Linked DNA regions of Pan troglodytes: region 2 is linked to region 1. Evidence: chromatin contacts called from public HiChIP or PLAC-seq data. All regions are on one chromosome and are shown on one strand. Each heading gives the region's core, a stretch centred on a gene start, on an enhancer-like site or on the middle of the called end of the contact. The rest is flanking DNA. Distances are from core to core; before and after follow the strand shown. Region 1 holds the start of ACOT7 (acyl-CoA thioesterase 7). Region 2 holds the start of GPR153 (G protein-coupled receptor 153).

What was found. HiChIP or PLAC-seq counts read pairs in DNA pulled down with a chosen protein or histone mark.
Region 2: a contact with region 1 is called in an H3K4me3 HiChIP or PLAC-seq map of stem cell-derived excitatory neurons, with 3 times the contacts expected there. The contact joins the promoter of GPR153 here to the promoter of ACOT7 in region 1. A contact is called at or near these places in 1 of 7 Hi-C or Micro-C datasets (stem cell-derived neural progenitor cells), 1 of 1 datasets of contacts at active chromatin or transcription factors (stem cell-derived excitatory neurons) and 1 of 1 other capture datasets (stem cell-derived neural stem cells).

The regions. Positions count from the first base shown.
Region 1 is chr1:225,604,956-225,608,667 of NHGRI_mPanTro3-v2.0_pri, forward strand. It overlaps ACOT7 (acyl-CoA thioesterase 7), which reads left to right and starts at 1,790. Exons shown (of 9, transcript XM_016953100.3): 1 at 1,790-2,919. The coding sequence starts at 2,777.
Region 2 is chr1:225,742,096-225,745,807 of NHGRI_mPanTro3-v2.0_pri, forward strand. GPR153 (G protein-coupled receptor 153) reads left to right here and starts at 2,051. Exons shown (of 6, transcript XM_525167.9): 1 at 2,051-2,322.

The DNA.
Region 1 (3,712 bases), core at 540-3,039:
CTGCCTGGGCTCCCACTTTGGCGGCACTTTAGGAGCCCTTCAGCCTGCCGCTGCACTGTGGGAGCCCCTTTCTGGGCTGGCCAAGGCCGGACCCGGCTCCCTCAGCTTGCGGTGAGGTGTGGAGAGAGAGTCGTGGGCGGGAACTGGAGCTGCGAGCGGTGCTTGCGGGCCAGGGCGAGTTCCAGGTGGGCGTGGGCTCGGCGGACCTCGCACCCGGAGCCGCGGCCGTCCCCGCCGGCCCCGGGCAGTGAGGGGCTTAGCACCTGGGTCAGCAGCTGCTGTGCTCAATTTCTCGCAGGGCCTTAGCTGCCTTCCCGCGGGGCAGGGCTCGGGACCCGCAGCCCGCCATGCCTGAGCCTCCCCCAACTCCATGGGCTCCTGTGCGGCCCGAGCCTCCCCAACGAGCACCGCCCCCTGCTCCACGGCACCCAAGGGCTGAGGAGTGTGGGCACACAGCGCGGGACTAGCAGGCAGCTCCACCTGCAGCCCCAGTGCGGGACCCACTGGGTGAAGCCAGCTGGGCTCCTGAGTCTGGTGGGGACATGGAGAACCTTTATGTCTAGCTAAGGGATTGTAAATACACCAATCGGCACTCTGTATCTAGCTCAAGGTTTGTAAACACACCAATCAGCACCCTGTGTCTAGCTCAGGGTTTGTGAATGCACCAATCAACACTCTGTATCTAACTACGCTGGTGGGGACATGGAGAACCTTTGTGTCTAGCTCAGGGATTGTAAACGCACCAATCAGCACCCTGTCAAAACAGACCACTCTGCTCTACCAATCAGCAGAATGTGGGTAGGGCTGGATGAGAGAATAAAAGCAGGCTGCCCGAGCCAGCAGTGGCAACCCACTCTGGTCCCCTTCCACACTGTAGGAGTGTTGTTCTTTCACTCTTTGGGTCCACACTGCCTTTATGAGCTGTTAACATTCACCGTGAAGGTCTGCAGCTTCACTCCTGAGCCAGTGAGACCACGAACCCACCAGAAGGAAGAAACTCCAGATGCGCCACCTTAAGAGCTGTAACACTCACCACGAGGGTCCGCGGCTTCATTCTTGAAGTCAGTGAGACCAAGAACCCACCAATTCTGGACACATCTGTACTAAAAATACAAAAATAAGCCAAACTTGGTGGTGCATGCCTATGGTCCCAGCTACTCAGTGTGGTTGAGGCAGGAGAATCGTTTGAAACTGGATGGCAGAGGTTACAGTGAGCTATCACACCACTGCATTCCAGCCTGGGCGACAGACTGAGACTCTATATCAAAAAAAGAAAACAGAAGGCCGGGCGTGGTGGCTCACGCCTGTAATCCCAGCACTTTGGGAGGCAGAGGCGGGCAGATCACGAGGTCAGGAGATCAAGACCATCCTGGCTAACACAGTGAAACCCCGTCTCTACTAAAAATACAAAAAATTAGCCGGGCGTGGTGGCAGGCGCCTGTAGTCCCAGCTACTTGGGAGGCTGAGGCAGGAGAATGGCGTGAACCTGGGAGGCGGAGCTTGCAGTGAGCTGAGATTGCACCACTGCACTCCAGCCTGGGCAACAGAGCGAGACTCCGTCTCAAAAAAAAAAAAAAAAAAAGAAAACAGAAAAACAAAATTCTTAGTATAAAAGTCTTGAAATCACAGAGTTCTGACTTGGACTGCCCCTGCTTCTGGGAGCTACAGATCATGCTGTGGGCTGCCTCCACGGTCTGGTAACTCAAGGGTGACCGGGGTGAGGCACAGTTCCTTCAGAGCTACCTAGCTGAGTGTAAATGGGTTGTTCAAATTGCACTAGGGAGCCGGAGTTGCGTGGGTTTTAATTTAAAGATGTAAGTACAAATCTATGTGCATTGTAGAAAATTCGGAAAAGGTCCAATTGCCTAGCAAGTAAAAAGCTGTCATTCCAGCACGTGGGGGGTGACCGCTTCTCCCTTCTTGGGTGTTTTTTGGTGGATTTTTTTTGGTGACCCCGACTGGCCTGGACTCCATTCAAGGGCACATCTTGTGCAGTAAAACACGCATGTTTCAGGGCTCCTCACTACAACACGTGCACCTCCAGGCTGGCGCTCAGCGCTCCCAGTAAAAGCTGCAGCCGGCGGTGTAGATAGTCGCGGGCCTTTCCTCCTCCCCACCTCGTGACGCTTTGTGCTGCGGAAGCAAAGGCCCGTTCCATTCCCCGTGTCTTCCCAGCAGCCGCCACCAATGCTCCTTTCTAGGAAACAGCCTTCCATTCTCTCTTAGGGCCGATCTTAGCCAGAGCCGCGATGCGGGCGACTGGTGCCGGGGTGGGTTGGGGGCGGGGGTGGGAATCAGGCCCCACTGCCAGGCGCCCGGGCCGCGCCTTCCGCTCTGACCTCATCCGGCCGCCCAGGCACTGGGCGCGGCAGCGAATCGGCGGCGCGGGCGGCCGGGAACGCCCAGCACAAATATTTACCGCCACGCGGAGAGTGAGGGCCCAAGTCCGCCCTGCTCCGCCACTTAGGCCGCCCCAGACGCTTCCCTCGGGGCTGCCACCGGGTCGGGCGCGGCTGCCGCGGCTCGCGGGCCCTCCCCGCACCGGCGCGGCCCAACCACCACCGAACCTTCTGGAAGCGGCGGCTGCCTGGGCCCTCACGCCGCCAGAATCGTACGCCCGCGCGAGCTCTCTGCAGCCTTGGCGGCCTGGGAGGCGGGGCTTGGGGTGGGGCCGGCGCGGGGGCGGGGTCGGCGCGGGGAGGCCGCGTTCGATTCGCCCCCGGCGCACAGGCCCCGCCTCACCAGCCCCATCGCTCCACCTCTGCCCTCCCCCTTTATGGCGCGGCCCGGGCTCATTCATTCAGCGCCGGGCCTGCCAGACACCTGCGCCCTTCTGCAGCCGCCCGCCGCATCCGCCGCCGCAGCCCCCAGCATGTCGGGCCCAGACGTCGAGACGCCGTCCGCTATCCAGATCTGCCGGTAAGAGAGGGCCCGCGCGCAGCCTGCAGCGGCCAGGCGCGCCGGTCACCGCCCCCGGCCTGCCCCGCTTGGCTCTGTGGTCCCCACCCGCCGAGGCCGCCCCCGCCCGCCGATTCCCCGCACGGCCTTCCGCGCCGCCGCCCCGGACGCCCGCCCGCCTGCGGCCGGGATGCGACTCGCGATGCCGCACAAGCCGGGCGGCCCCGCCCGCCTCCCGCCGGCTCCTCCTGGCCGCATCTCCAGGGCGGCGGCCGCGCCACGGGCCGTTTGGGCGAGAAAGCCAGGCAGGGACGGGGCGGGCGGAGGTCAATGCACAGCTCCAGAGCCCGGCGCCCGGCGCCCGTGGGCCGCCCCGCCTCGGGCCTCGCCCGAGCATCCCGGAGCCTCAGCCCCGTGGTCCTGCTTAGCCTCCTCGAGGATTCGGGATCATTACCTCGGCGGTTGTGCTGCGCTAACCAAAGCCCCCAGAGGTGGAGGGGAGGTGCCCAGAGCCTCGCGAGCCCCTCGGTGGGTGCCCCTGTGGGAGGAGGTTGCAGAGCTACCGTCTTCAGTGCACTGCTTCGGTTTGGGGGAGGGCAGGTGTTGAAAGGAAAAACAGATAATACTGTCTACTTCTAACAGTTTACTATCAAGAAAAGGGAATCAGTGGTCTGTTGGGCCTGAAAGCATCTTACACAATAGAGGCAAAGGGTTGTCCTTCTAGAGCACCCCCTCTTCTTCCACCAGGTACTGAGTAGATAGATGCAGGCCCCCAGAGGAAGCTGGAGGCTGGAGATCATGAACAAGCTCATTT
Region 2 (3,712 bases), core at 801-3,300, 140 kb after region 1:
AGGGACAAGCTCAGCCACATGAAGCTTCTGCCACGCCACCATGCCCCTTGGCCCCCCGGGGCTGGCCTCAGCCAGCCTCGGCCCCCAGCTCCACCCATGACCCATGCCAGAATGGTGCCCTGGGTTCAGAGCAATGAGGAGGCCACCCTTCCCAGCTAGCAGAAGGCCCAGGGCTGGCCACAGCAGTGCCTGAGCCCAGGGGCTCACTGAGGGGACCAGTTCCCCAAAGCACCCACACCCTTCACTTGAAGGTGGGCCCCGCATCAGACTCCCTAGTTCAGTCCTGGCTCAGCCACTCATCCGTGTGGCTTTGGGCAAACCAGGCACCTGAAAACCGCCTCCCAGGGGCACCGGGCACTTTGCAGCAGAACCCAGCACAGCACAAAATAAGCCAGGGCCCCGGGGCGGCCATCAGAGGCCATCTCCCACCTGCCCTAGAGCCAGCTGAGGCCGGGCAGAGGCACTGGTCCAGGCAGTGGGTCAGCTGGGCTGGCAGAGGGGAGCCAGGCCCAGACAGAGGCATGGCTCTCCATGGCCGTGTGTGCAATCTTAACTGTGGTGTTTCTAAGCGGCATGGCTCTCGGTGGCCATGTAATTAAGTGTTGCATTTCTACCGTTTCACCAAGTCACAGGCGAGACACTTAGAAACACCACCCTTGATTACAGCTGCCCTGTGCCAGCCTCCCACTGCTGGTAGCCTATTTATAACCAGGACCACCTGGAGGGGGAGCCAACCTGTCCACAGAGGGCTCACTGGGGACACTGAGGGCCCTGGCTGCCCGAGAAACCACAGGGAGTATAGGTGTGCATGGCCCCAGGTTCCCCCTTGCTCAGCCCCACACGTTATTGCGGGGCCTTTCTCTACAGACACTCCTCTTTTTGTCTCATGGGACGGACCCTAAGACCCATCCTGGGCCCCCTAAAAGCTGTTCAGGGACCTGGGGTGTGGGGACAGTTTAGGCAGGTGCAGGCTGTGGAGCAGCCCTGCCCGGACTGGGCAAGCTCCAAGCATCCGTTTTGGCTGCAATTGGTTTGGGTCTCCTCCTGGTACCTACTTTCCTCCAGACACAGGGGTGCCTAGTCATGGATGTGTCCCAGAGGCACGGAAGGACACTATGCCAGGCAGCCCCGGAGGCCTTGTGCCCATTGTGTGTGTGGTCAGGTGCTTTCTAGAAGACAGGCACGATCCTCAGGAGGCGTCCTCTCCAGGGCCCCCATCAAGAAGCAGGAGGCTTTCCGCCTGCATGGGGCCAGCTGAGGCTGTCAGTCTGTGGGTGACAGCCTGTGCTCTATGAGGAGTGGTGATGGCATGAGGGCTTGGGAGGGAGGGGCGGAGGGGCGGGAAGAATGGGAGGAGGGGAGGAGGAGAAGGCTTCAGGCGCTGGGCTGCAGACCCTGGCCTCTCCCGGCTGGGCGGTGGTGCTCAGAGTTTCAGAGAGAACAATTTCTGAGCCTGTGGGGGTGGCGGGAACCACTCGGCAGCCCGGCGGCCCGTGCACTTTATTCCCTCAGTGGACCCCCCCAGGCCCAGGGAGCAGCGTGAATCCGTAACTGGCCCAACCTTGCCCTTCGCTGCCCCTGCTTCAGATTGGATTCCCGGTTCCTAGAAGCCGCTGGCCATGCGTCCCTTGTCCTCTCCACGCCCCGCCCCGATTGTTCATCTTAGATGCGGCTTCCTCCAGGAAGGCCTCCCTGAGCCCCAGCCCTGGCCCCAGGTTCTCAGTGTCCATTCCTGCCCCAGCTCCTCTGGCCCGCGGGCCCCCAGAGCTCCGGGCCTGGGTCTTGCCCCGGCGTCCGAAGGCGGCGTCCGGAGTGTGCACCGAGCCGAGCTGGGAGCCAGGGGCGCGGCGCTGTCAGGAGGCGCCACCAGCCCAGGGAGGCTCGGGCCGGCCGCGGGCGGACGCGGGGGCACGGGTGGGCTGCGTACGGACGGACTGACGGACGGGCGGACGGGCTGACAGACCGACAGACGGCCGCGCCTCTGAGCGGGCGGGGGCGGGGCGGGCCGAGGCCCCGGCGGAGACATGCGCCCTGCTCCGCCCCCCGCCCCCGGCCGCCCGGCGCAGCAGCGGAGCGGCGGGAGCTGAGCGAAGCGCGGCGGCGGCGGCGGCGGCGCCTAGGGGAGGGAGGGGCGGCGGGGCCGAGCCCACCTAGCGGAGCGCGCCGGCCGCCGGTGGCCGCCGCCAGCATGCCCCGGCCCGCGGGCCGCTCCGCCGCCAGCCACCCCCGCGGCCCTCGGCGGCCTGCGCTCGGCCCGGGGGCGCGGGAACCGGAGCCGGAGGCGGGAGCAGCGAGCCGGAGCCCCGGGCGCTCGAATGCAGGGTGAGCGTCGCCGCCCTGGCCCGGGGGCGGACGGACGGGAGGACCCCGGCGGGAGGACTCGGCGGGAAGGGAGGGGGCTTTCCGCGCCCTATCGGTCGCGGGGTCCGTCCGAGGGCCCAGGAGCGGCGCTTAGCGCTGGCACCCCCCCAACTTGGGGACCTTCGGGGTAACTTCCCCGGGGTCAGCCCCTCCCTCCGTCCCCCTGCATCGGGGCCTAGCAACGCCGCCCCCTAGGGTTCTCAGGGGACGGGGGCGGGGCGGCCTGGGGATCCCGAGCCCGCCCCTGCTCAGCGCAACCCGGAGGGGTCCGGGGGCCGCAGTCCCGCCAGGTTTCCCAGCCTGTCGCTCGGACGCGCCCTCGGGGTGGGGCAGGACTCGGGGCACCCACTGGGGACCAGCAGGCGAGAGCACGCGAGTCGGAGCGGGGATTGCGGGGCGGGGCGGGGGATCGGAGCCCCAGGGGGTTGGGACTGTAGGGGCGGGGGCTGGGGGGGTGCGTGCCGGAGATGTCCAGGCCTCGCGCTGCGCGTCCCTCCCTGGGCGACGGCCAGGCCGGGCCCCGTGGAACAGATCGGCTGCAGCGCGGGCGAAGACCGGCGTGGGGGCGGAAGCCGGGGCGCAGCCAGAGCCCGGGGAATCCTTTCAAGTTCTGGGTTCTCTTTGTTGCGCAATGGGGCCTCGGGGCCGCGCGGCCTCATTGGCCCGGAGCTGTGACGTCACGCCCCGGCCCCGCCCGCGTGTCTTGCGGAGGGAGGCCTCATGGCCCGGGTGGGTCCCAGGCTAGTTGCACCTGCAGTTGGCCCTGCAGTGGGCGGGGAAGTGGGAAGCCCGGTCCTGAGATGCTGCGGAATGCTTTAAGTGCCCTGCAGGAGAAACTTCCCAGCAGAAGACAGGGCTTTAAGTGCCCTGCAGGAGACACTTCCCAGCAGGAGACTGGGTCCCGTCGGCACTGTGGGGAGCCCAGCCTGGGGTCTGGCCCTAGTGGCCGCTCCATTCTACGAAGAATGGACAGAAAGGGTGCAATCCGTGGGTCTGTGGTCACTGACCCAGAGCCAGAGGGACACTTTGTTCCCACACAACCAGTCCTCTGTCACTCTGCACTTGGAACCCGGTGTCCACGCCCTGCCCCCCAGGACGTTCCTCTCCCATGCCAAGACTACAGTGCCCAGGAGTGCCTGGCCCCAAACCCAGCCCTGACACTATTCTCTCCGTGTTGCCCTGAGCTTCTTCCTGAAGTGTTCCCATCTGCAGTGTGGGGACAGTGAGACCTGCCCTACAGACCTGAGGCTCAGAAAGACCTCAGCTCTAGGGACAAAAAAAAAAATGCCCTTTTCCCCAACATTTTAGGGTTTGAGAGGCCAGGACTTTGGTGTCAGGCAAGTGGAGTTTG